Linked DNA regions of Callithrix jacchus: region 2 is linked to region 1. A link is a contact called in public Hi-C data. All regions are on one chromosome and are shown on one strand. Each heading gives the region's core, a stretch centred on a gene start, on an enhancer-like site or on the middle of the called end of the contact. The rest is flanking DNA. Distances are from core to core; before and after follow the strand shown. Region 1 holds the start of UBAC1 (UBA domain containing 1). Region 2 holds the start of TMEM250 (transmembrane protein 250).

The links. A called contact is a pair of places that touch in the nucleus more often than the background predicts.
Region 2: a Hi-C map of skeletal muscle shows a contact between it and region 1, with 4 times the contacts expected there. The contact joins the promoter of TMEM250 here to the promoter of UBAC1 in region 1. A contact is called at or near these places in 3 of 3 Hi-C or Micro-C datasets (induced pluripotent stem cells and skeletal muscle).

What each region holds. Positions count from the first base shown.
Region 1 is chr1:184,459,152-184,464,027 of calJac240_pri, forward strand. It overlaps UBAC1 (UBA domain containing 1), which reads right to left and starts at 2,030. Exons shown (of 10, transcript XM_035262702.2): 1 at 1,702-2,030. The coding sequence starts at 1,839.
Region 2 is chr1:184,607,656-184,612,720 of calJac240_pri, forward strand. TMEM250 (transmembrane protein 250) reads right to left here and starts at 2,189. Exons shown (of 2, transcript XM_078331568.1): 1 at 2,144-2,189; 2 at 1-337. The coding sequence starts at 287. It overlaps LOC144576988, which reads left to right and starts at 2,264. Exons shown (of 7, transcript XR_013520037.1): 1 at 2,264-2,714; 2 at 2,891-2,988; 3 at 4,589-4,679; 4 at 5,012-5,056.

The DNA.
Region 1 (4,876 bases), core at 780-3,279:
ATCTCAACACCAAATGCAGTAACAAGTACCAGGAACAGAACAGTTAGCGTCATAACGGAACTGGCTGCCTCACTGGCCCCAAGTGCTCCTGAATTCATGAGTATCTGTGGATCAAACAGTTGTCATTTCCCATTCCCTTTCATAAAAGAATGTCATGATGGCCATGTACATCGTACCCTGAGTGAGTCAGATGAATGCTGCACCAACGCAGGTGACATCCCACGTCCACGCAGTGGACATTTTTGTGTATTCCACTAACCCACAGTTTGTTTTGGGGCTACTCTGAGCCTGGTCCTGGACTTGGGGATATCAACCAAGCCCCCAAGGAGCTTCTGGACTGGCTCAGGGAGGACACAGCACCTTGGAGAAGATTTTTAAAAACACATGCGCTAGACAAGCAACAACGCCTGGTCCAACCGCCTGGATGCCCATGGAGGTCCCGGCGCTTGAGCTTAGTGCTGTCCCAAAGGAAAACCACACAGACTGGGCCGGAAGAAAAACAAGAAAGCAGCCAAAACATACCTGCCCTTGAGCGTGGGAGGCGCGGCCGCTCCTTGGTGTGAACCCTGAGGCCAACACCTCTCAGTTGCTCACAGCCACTGTTCCAGAAGGGGGCTTGCCAAGCCTGCCTCCAACAGTTCCAGAACCCCACAGAGCCACGCTCACCAAAGCAACGCGAAAGTCCTCCATGTGAGCGGTTGCCATGGTAAGAAGTGAAGCTTATCCTGAGAGGCCACAGTTAGCTAACGTCTAACGCAGCCAATCTGTCAACGCATAGATATGTAACTTATCGCACGGAGCCAGCACTAGAAACCTGCCCCCTCCTTCAACCTAAATTCTGCCAACCCTCAGATCATGTCAAATAGAGACAGGAGGCCAGTCTGACACACGGACAGGCTTCTTAGCTGACCTCAGTCCTTTAGAGACTTGAGAACTAGTTCCCAAAATCAGCAACGTAAGGAACTAAATACACAGGATAGTTCAGCTGAATAAACTCTAAGAAGTGTCTCAGTGAGGAGACCCTTTTCCTGGACCTTCCCTCTTGACCAATTTTACCTCTGCAGAAAAGCAGGGCGCAGAGCCTTGTCCCGCAGCGGCACTATTTCAGTGACTCCAGCTAAGAGGCACAGTGGCCGCAGCCAAGGCCGGCTGCGCCAGCCAGGAAAAGCGCTCCAAGCAGCCGGCTCTGCGGGAAAGGGGAAGAGGAGAGGAGAAGGGGCCTCTTAATGAAGGGGCCTGCGTTATTTCTCAGCTCTCAGAGGAGCTGCTGAAAAAAAACTCACACCCAACAGCAAAAAGGCACAACGGCTGGAAAATCCTGAAGCCCTGCTCCCGTCGGCGACTTCACTCTCCAGGCCTCAGTTTCCCAATCTGTCCCTACCTCCCTGCAGAGCTACAGAGTTAACTGAGAGGCTGGCGTGCAGAGGGCTCGGCCGGGCGGCTGGCACCGGGCCAGTGCTTAGTGACTGGTGCCCGCCGGCCGGCCAGGCCCGGGGACGAGCGTCCAGAGGTGTGGGATCCGGAAGAGGGAGAGCTGGGCAAACGGGCAGGAGGCGATGCCTCCACACCCGGGGAAGAGGGCCTGGGAGCTGCGGACTGGGCGTCGGACCCCGGGTCGGGGACTGGGGTGGGGTCCGCAGTCTGAGGGGTCCGGAGCGAGTGCTGGCGGCGGGGGAGGGCCCCGGCCGGGCGCGGCCTTACGTGCTTCAGGCAGCGCTCCTTAAGCTTCTCCACCGAGGTGTCCTCGGTGGCCTCCTCCTGCCACTCGGCGCCGTCGGCCGCGCAGATGTGCAGCCGCAGCACCTTGCCCGCGAAGATCTTCTCCTCCTGCACGAACATCGCGCCGCCACCGCAGGGGCCTGCGGCCGCCGCCCGAGCCCCTGAAGGTCACCGGGTGGGCGGGCGGGGCGGGGGCGGGGCCAGGCCGCCCGCGCGCTCCTTGGCTGGGCCGCCGCCGCCCCGCCCCGGCTCCCGTCGGCCGGGACGCAGTCACTCGCCTCGGTCCCAGCGGTCGCCTCGCTCCAGCCGCCGCAGCCGCCGGGGGCGCGCTGTCGCCGCCGACGCCGCACCGGATGTGCGTCACGGGCGCGTGCCTGGCGCATGCCGGGAGATGTGGTTCTCTGGCAGGCGCCTCTCTCCCTCCCCTGGGGGCGCGCTGTGGCCACCGCAAAGGAAGTGCGTCACGGGGCGCGCCCGGAACATGCCGGGAGTTGTAGTTCTCTGGCCGCTTGGTTCCTCCCGCACCTGCAGGAGCTTCCCACCTGGAACACTAACCACGTGGGACCGCATGGACTCTAAAGGTAAAATACACCCTAGATCCCAAAGAAGTAAAGGTAAAAAAGAATGTAAGATATCTCGGTAATTTTTTCATATTGATTACATGTCGAAATAATATTTTGGATCTATTAAGTAAAAAAAGTCATTAAAATTAATTTCACCTGTTTCTTTTAACCTATTTAAGACAGAAAGTTTTAAATTGCCTACATGGCTGCTGTGATGTTTCTTTTGGACTCCACTGCTGTAGAACGGAGGCTTCCAAAGAACTTGGCTTTAACAAGTCTAGGTCTCTCTGATACACATGCAGGTCAGAGAGCCACTGTTCCCGCGAAGCCTAGGTTTTTGGAGCACCCAGAGGGGAGGGAAGCCGCTCTGTAGTGCAGGTGATGCCAGGAGGGCTCATTTTCTGTGGAGTGTGACAAAGAATCTTCGCTTGGCGAAACTTAGGCAGAACCTTCTAGACCATCTGCGCACTTGCTTGTAAAATCCAGTTTTAGCAAAGACCCTTGATAAGTGAGTTTAGCAAGAACCTCGATGTCTGATCAGGTTCCTCGTCCTCCACCATCTCCCGGGTGATCACTCCAGAGTCTGATCACTCCAGCCTCTCAGCAAGAACCCTGTCAGGTCGGTTTAGCCAGCACCACCCTCATCCCTGCTGTTTTCTCCTATTAATCTTCCATTCACTGACCCCACACTGCTCCTTGGCTATACATTTCCACTTGCCCTTGTGGTATTCAGAGTTGAGCCTGATCTCTGCCCCCCCTGCAACCCCCCATGGCAATGATCTCAGTACCTGTCTCAACAGTCCCGAATAGCATATCTTTCTTACCCTGTTTCTAAATATGTATTTTTCAGTTCAGGTTAGACGACGAGCATTGACTGATCTGTACTCATTCACCCCATTCATTTATAAAACCTTTACTTCGCAGAGACGAATAAGGCACGTTTCCCGTTCTCAGAGGTCAACAGTCTAACTGCGGAGGCATCTCTGACTCTTGACTGCAGGCTTCTATGCTCTCCACACCATTCTGCACACATGTCCTCACTTTTCTCCTGTGATAATTTCAGCCTTGTCCAGATTCCATGTGTCCAGCTCAGCACTTACTAATTGCCTGCCATGAGTGGGAGCCTCTGCTACTCAGTGAAAATATGGTAGTGATTAAGATCAGAGACCAGGATACAGTCCTGGAATGGGGCATTTTTAACACAGGGAGCAGAGACCCTGGTGGAGGTGGTGGTAGTATCATGGAAGCTGGTGGTGGGTGGGGAGAAACACCAAGGTGGAGAGAGGTGAGTAGGGGAAGCCAGAGGGCTTGGGGAGCCAGGTCAGAGCATTCGAACTTTGCTGTGAGAGCCACAGAAGGGGTGACCAGGTGGCAGAATGAATGGTGGTGATTGTGGAGGGGACAGGGAAGAGGGCAGGGTGTCCTTCCAGGGGAGTGATGGGGAACAAGGGGAAGAGGACAAGGGGCTTCCAATGGCCTGTGGGAGGGGAGGCCAGCAGAATTGGAGGGTGTGGACACAAGAGTGAAATCAAGGATGACTTAAAGACTTCCAGCATGGGTGGCAGAGGGCAGAGCAATGCCACCCTTTGAAGTAGGAGGCAGGAGGAGGAGGAGCCACTGACCAGGAAGGTGTTGAGAAGCTTTGGACTCAGGGATGGATGTGGCAGGGGCATTCATGCGGAAGAGGCATTCATGTGGAGGTGGCATGCTGGACCTACAGGACTGAAGTTCAGGAGAGAGGCCTGGGTTAGAGACAAAGACGGGGCAGTCAGCCTGGCCCACATAGCAAGACCCTCTACAAAAAGTAAAAAATAAATTAGCTGGGTGTGGTAGTACACACCTGTGGTCCCAGCTACTCAGAAGGTCAAGGTGGGAGGATCACCTGAGCCCGGGAGGTCCAGGCTGCAGTGAGCCATGATGGCACCACTGCACTCCTGCCTGGGCAGCAGAACAAGACCCTGTCTCAAAACAAGCAAACAAACACAAAAAGACTAGCCAGTCATGAGCACATCGGTGGCAGCTGGAACTAAGGGGCTGCCCAACCCCCTTCACATGCAGAGGAGCCCATGAAGAAAACAGAAAAATATGGCACTAGGATAGTTCCAAAGTGTGGCTGTCAAACCCAAGCAGGGTAAGATATCGAGGAGAAAATAAGGCCCATGGAAGAAGACCCAGAACTATCGTGTCATCTCAGTGAGCGTCTCCAGGGACCGGAAAGGGGCTAGGGTTCAAGCCTGCTGGCTGAGGATCTGGTTTCTGCCTGGCTGAGGATCTGGTATCTGCCTGGCTGCAGATCTGGTTTCTGCCTGGCTGAGGAACTGGTTTCTGCCTGGCTGAGGATCTGGTGCCTGCCTGGCTGAGGATCTGGTATCTGCCTGGCTGAGGATCTGGTTTCTGCCTGGCTGAGGATCTGGTATCTGCCTGGCTGAGGATCTGGTGCCTGCCTGGCTGAGGATCTGGTGCCTGCCTGGCTGAGGATCTGGTATCTGCCTGGCTGCGGATCTGGTTTCTGCCTGGCTGAGGATCTGGTATCTGCCTGGCTGCAGATCTGGTTTCTGCCTGGCTGAGGATCTGGTGCCTGCCTGGCTGAGGAT
Region 2 (5,065 bases), core at 939-3,438, 150 kb after region 1:
TACTGCAAGCAGAAGAGGGCGGCCAGCGCGCCCCAGAGCGCCGCGGTGAACAGACTGCAGCTGAAGTAGAGCAGGAAGCGGATGAAGCCGTACAGCCAGCGCGTCTTGATGTACACGTCGAAGTTGTTGTACTTGGTGCGGGCCAAGTGAGAGGCGCGCACGGGCCCGCAGGCCGCATGCAGGCAGGTGGTATGCGGGCCGTGGAAGGAGCGCACCCGCCGCGGGATGGGCATGACCGGCATTGGGCCCTGGCGGTGGCGTCCAGGCGCGGTCAGCGTAGGGGTCATGGGCGCCTAGGCCTGGGAGCCCGCAGCTGAGCCTCAGGGGAGGCGTCGGCCTGTGGGGAGAACCACGAAACCCAGGTCAGTGTGAGGACGCCATGCGGATCCCTCCCTAGGCACCAGCGGGTTAAGGCAGACACAAACTCCGGTGCCTGGACTTAAGGAAAACAGAGTCCTGTGCGGGATCTGTGGGCACTCCTGGGCTTACTCTTTTCTCAAACCCTCCCAAGGATACTTCCAAGGGGCCCACCACCTTCGAATGCCAAAGTGTTTGCTCTAGGCCTTCGGGGTAGTGGCGGGGGCGGCGGTGATCAATGCCAAGACGGACAGGAAGGGGCCGGCGTGGCTCTTTCCCACGGGATCCTAGCAGCCCCCTACTCGCTGGACCACCCAGAGTGCTGGGATTACAGGTGTGAGCCACCGCGCCTGGCCCCACCCTCTGCTCTTATGCAGTTTGCCTGTTACCACCCTGGCCTTCCGAGGCTGCCTGACCCAGGGCTGACAATATCCTTGAATGGCACCTGCAAGAAGCCAAGGGGCTGGGAAAAGAGACAGGTAAACTGAGAACGAGCCCGGGGGGGGGGGGGCGGGTGCGGGGCAGCTGCCTCCAGCAACCTGACAGGTGCCGGGGGCCAAATGGACGGCTGGGGGGCCCTGGGGTCACCCTGCCGGGCCTGAGCCCCAGCACTGTCCTTCCCTAGCAGTGACCTTGGGCAGGTCACCAGACCCCAAGACGGCTCCTGCTTGTCCTGTGGGAGGGAAGGGGCTGGGCAGCGGCCCTACAGACCCTGCTGCAAAGAGTGCACGTGGCATTTGGCTCCAGCTTCACCTAGTAAGTGCCGTTTAGAGCTCGCCTAAATAATCCGTGGAGCGGAATGAACTCAAAGGTCAGGACGTATCAAATCAGAGAAGGAAAGTTGGTAACAGAACAGGGGACTGTAGCCAAGAGCCTTGCCGCCCGCCGTCAGGCAGTTTCAGCCTGGGGCTCCGCCGTGGAGACCGGGCCAGGGCGGAAGTCGGGGGGCCGAGGCCGCCTGACCCTCCCGCGCCGCAGGGCCGGGTTCCTTCACGCGGTGCCGGGACCAGAGCAACCCTGTTTAAGGCCAACCTCGGCCTGTAGCTGGCTGCGGCCGGAACCCCAGCCATGGCGGCGCCCCTCAAGCATGGCTCGGCGGGGCTGTGTCCTCCCCGTCGGCTCTCGCGGTCCGCAGCTCCGCTTGGGTCCCCATCTTTCCGCAGACGCCCGCTAGGCCCGTGGCCGGGCCAGAACCGTTTCCTCGGGGCCGCAGGGACGCGACGGGCCCCAGGCTCGGCCCACCCCTCGTGAGCACCCGGCCTACGTCGCGTCGGGCCCCGCCGCTGCAGAGCCCCTGCCGGATCCACTTCCGGGTCCCGCGCCGCGCGTTGCCTTGGAGGCGGCCCCGCCGAGGCCGGGTTCCCGCCCGCCGCTCACCCGGTGCCCGCTCCGCGGAGGCGCCGGCGTCCCGGACTTCGGGGCCGGCCGGCGGTGCTGGGGGCCGGGCCTGCGGGTGCCCCTGTCTCTCGGGGCTCCGTGCGCAGGGCGGCCGCATGGTGCCGGGGCGTGCAGCTGGGGAGCCGGCGGGGCGGCTGCGGGGGTGGCTCACACGTCCCGGGCTGAGGTCGCCCGGCAGAGGAAGGGGCGCTCGGGCGCAGCCGCCGGAGGCGCTTGGCCCAGCGTGGGAGCCGTAGCGCCTTCCCTCGACGGCCACCGTAGGGCGCCCTCACGCCCCCTCCACCCGCGCCGACCGAGCCGCGCCTCCCTTCCCCCTGCTCCGGGCCGCGCAGGGCGTCCGGGACTCGACGCTTCGCGAGGGCGTGCGCCCGTGCGTGCGCGCACACACCGTGAGCAGTCCGTAGCGTCCTCGCCGCGCCTGATCCTGCGCAGACGCAGATAGCTGGCCTGCGCGTGCCGGTCCTGGGCAGCGCCTCCGCCCATGCGCCGCCGCACCCGGAGGCAGGTCAGTGCGCACGCGCGCTCCCGCGGAGTCGTCCTCTGGTTCCACAAGAGGGTTTGACCCGGGTCGTGGCCCCCTCCTGCGGTGTCTGCGACCCGGCGCGCTGCTGCCTGGCTCTGGGGTGGGGCCGGGCCCCCGGGGAAGCCGCCTTGTAGGCGGGGCTGGACGGCTCAGGGCCCGGGAGCACGTCTGGTCCGCGCAGGGCCGTGTGCGGAGGCGTCCTGCGCTGCCCTGACCTGGGGCTGGGAGGACTGGGCGACGGCGGGAATGACGGCGCCCCCAGGCTCCAGGAGGGCCCGGAGGGGTAGGGGCCGCCGACGCCGCGCGGACTCGGGCGACAGGGAGCCGAAGTGGGAGACGGCCCCGGAGAGCGAGCAGGCCCTGCAGCCGCCCCAGGGCCCCCCAGTGAAGGAAGGGCACCTGCGATATTGTCACTGCGCCTCGTCCGTACAAGCTGGTGGGTATCCTGGGGGTTTCCCAGCAAGGAGTGTATTGGGGAGCGTTCCTGGGTGTGGCTGTTGGGTGGGAGGGGAAAGGGAAATCAGGGTCAGCAGCTCCCGGGGCGACCGGAAAGTGGGTGGCCCCTCAGATTCGTGGCACTAGAACAAGGGGCTGGGCCCCCCTGCCCACCAGGCCCGTCATTGGCCGCAGGCCTCCAGGGCCCACGTCCCCGCCGCGGGAGAGAGAGCCGCCTTTACCCGGACATCTGGACCAGCAAAGGCCACCAGGAGGTATCACAGCAAAAAGGCCAAGAACCTTTTTCTTTACCGATGGCTTGAGGCAAATATTCCAGAAGAAACAGGTGTCGGGGGAAGGTTGGCTTACGCCTGTCATTCCACTGCTTGGGGAGGCCAAGGCAGGGGCATCACTTGCGCCCGGAAGTTTGAGACCAGCCTGGGCAACATAGTCTCTACAAAAAAATTAAAATCAATAAATAAACAGGTCTCCTTTCTTTCTCGATAACCCCGTTGCTGGTTCACTTCTCTCCCTCCCCAGATGTGAGGCGGGTCCACATGTTTAACCATTGAGATAAGGCTCACACCATCATTCCAGCCTCAGATCTCTTGTGCCGAGAGTTCCAGACCAGCCTGTGTGGCATGGCTGGCAACATGGCCTCCACAAAAATAAATACAGCAAAAAATTGTAAAATAAAAACATTGAGATGAGAAAAAGCATCTTGATGCCTGCCTTCGTTTTTTTTTTTTTGTTTTCTGTTTTAAAGACCACTAGAGACAAACAGGAGAATTCTCCCCTTCCATTGTCCCAGGTGGCTCCTGCTGGGACACCGGCACTGGGAGATGGCACCCGTGGCCAGGAAGAGGGTGGTGTGTAAACCAAGTGGTCACCTGTCACTCTGGGCTGCTCTTATGCTGGTGAGGGTGGTCGCGTGTCCGTGGGTCAGGGTTCACACCTGGCCCATTTGGTGGCTGTGTCACGGTAGCAGCAGAGCCACAGCCCCCTCCTGGCTGTGGGTTTCCCTCGCCCTCCCTGCCTTGCAGTCCCCTGTCTCCAACTCTGGATTAGACGGCCCTGCTTCCCACTGTGCAGCCGTCCAGAGAAGCACGGCACGTGTGCCTGCGCTTTCGAGCCAGACATCCACCTGCAGTGCTGTCCTGCTCTGGGGACCACGACCCAGGGACAGCAGAGCCCCCACCCTTGAGGCACCTGCCATCTTGTGACAGGGACGGGCCGAGGGGCAATTGACTGGAAAGGGTGGCAAGTGTCACGTCAGACATGGTGTTCATACAGGGGATGTCCCAGGACTTCTGGGCCAGAACTCCCTCCAGTGGGTCAGCATCGTCCCAAGCCAAAGGCCAAGGAGGTCCCTTGGCGGGTGTGGCCATCAGAACGAGCTGCTAATGAGGAGACCTGTAAGGGAGCAGCCAGCTAGTGAGGCTGTGGCTGGCCCTGTACCCAGACCCTGGAGCATCGTACAGCCTGGGTGGACGCAGGTTGTGTGGGGCCTGAGGCTCTGTGGCTTGAGGGACCTTCCTTAAGAAAAGAATACAAAATTACAAATAAAAAGTTAGGCACAGGCCTTGAAGTGTCTGCTGCTAAACTAAGGGTCAGGTGAACCCACTGCCAACTGTGCCCAGAAGACGACCCCCCAGGCCAAGTAAAAGTGGTTCTCAAAGTCATGACTGGTGTGATTCCCCTTGTCAGCACAAACATATTCTTCAATGTCCGTTTCTGGGTGAAGTCCTGGAAGCAGATAAATGTTAGCAGAGGTTATCTGTGTGTGGTGGGATTAGAGAAATTAATACATTTTACTTTCTAACATTTCTGTACTTTCTGATTTTATGTTTTCAACATGACCAAAAAAAAAGCTAGATTGGGACAAATAAAAAGACCTGCATGTCAGCCAGAGTGGCCTGAACCTGTTCCTGCATCAGAATCTCCAGGAAAGCGGTGACCCTCCCTGGTAACGTGTTCCTCCTGCAGGAGGTCTCTGTGTCCTAAGTTAGTTCCCAAAGGGTGCAGCCACCCCTCATGCCTGTCTGTGTTGATGGTCCCACACTTTCGGGTCTGCTGTCTGCTCCACCAGTCCCTGCTGGCCCCAGGTGGGGATGGCCACTCCAGCCGTGAGAGTGGCTTCCTGGGCTGAGCCTGCTGCCTGCTGCCCATTGCTTCCAAGGTTGGGATATCACTTGGTGTAAGGAGACAGCGAAGGGACAGTGAGAGGGAGCCCTGGTTGCCCTTTCCCAGGAGAACGAGAATTTCAGTGCGGACTTGCTTATTATTTTACTTCAACAGAGGTGTTATGGTCGGAGAAACACTTCAGGTGCCTTGGATTAAAGGGTGAGTCCT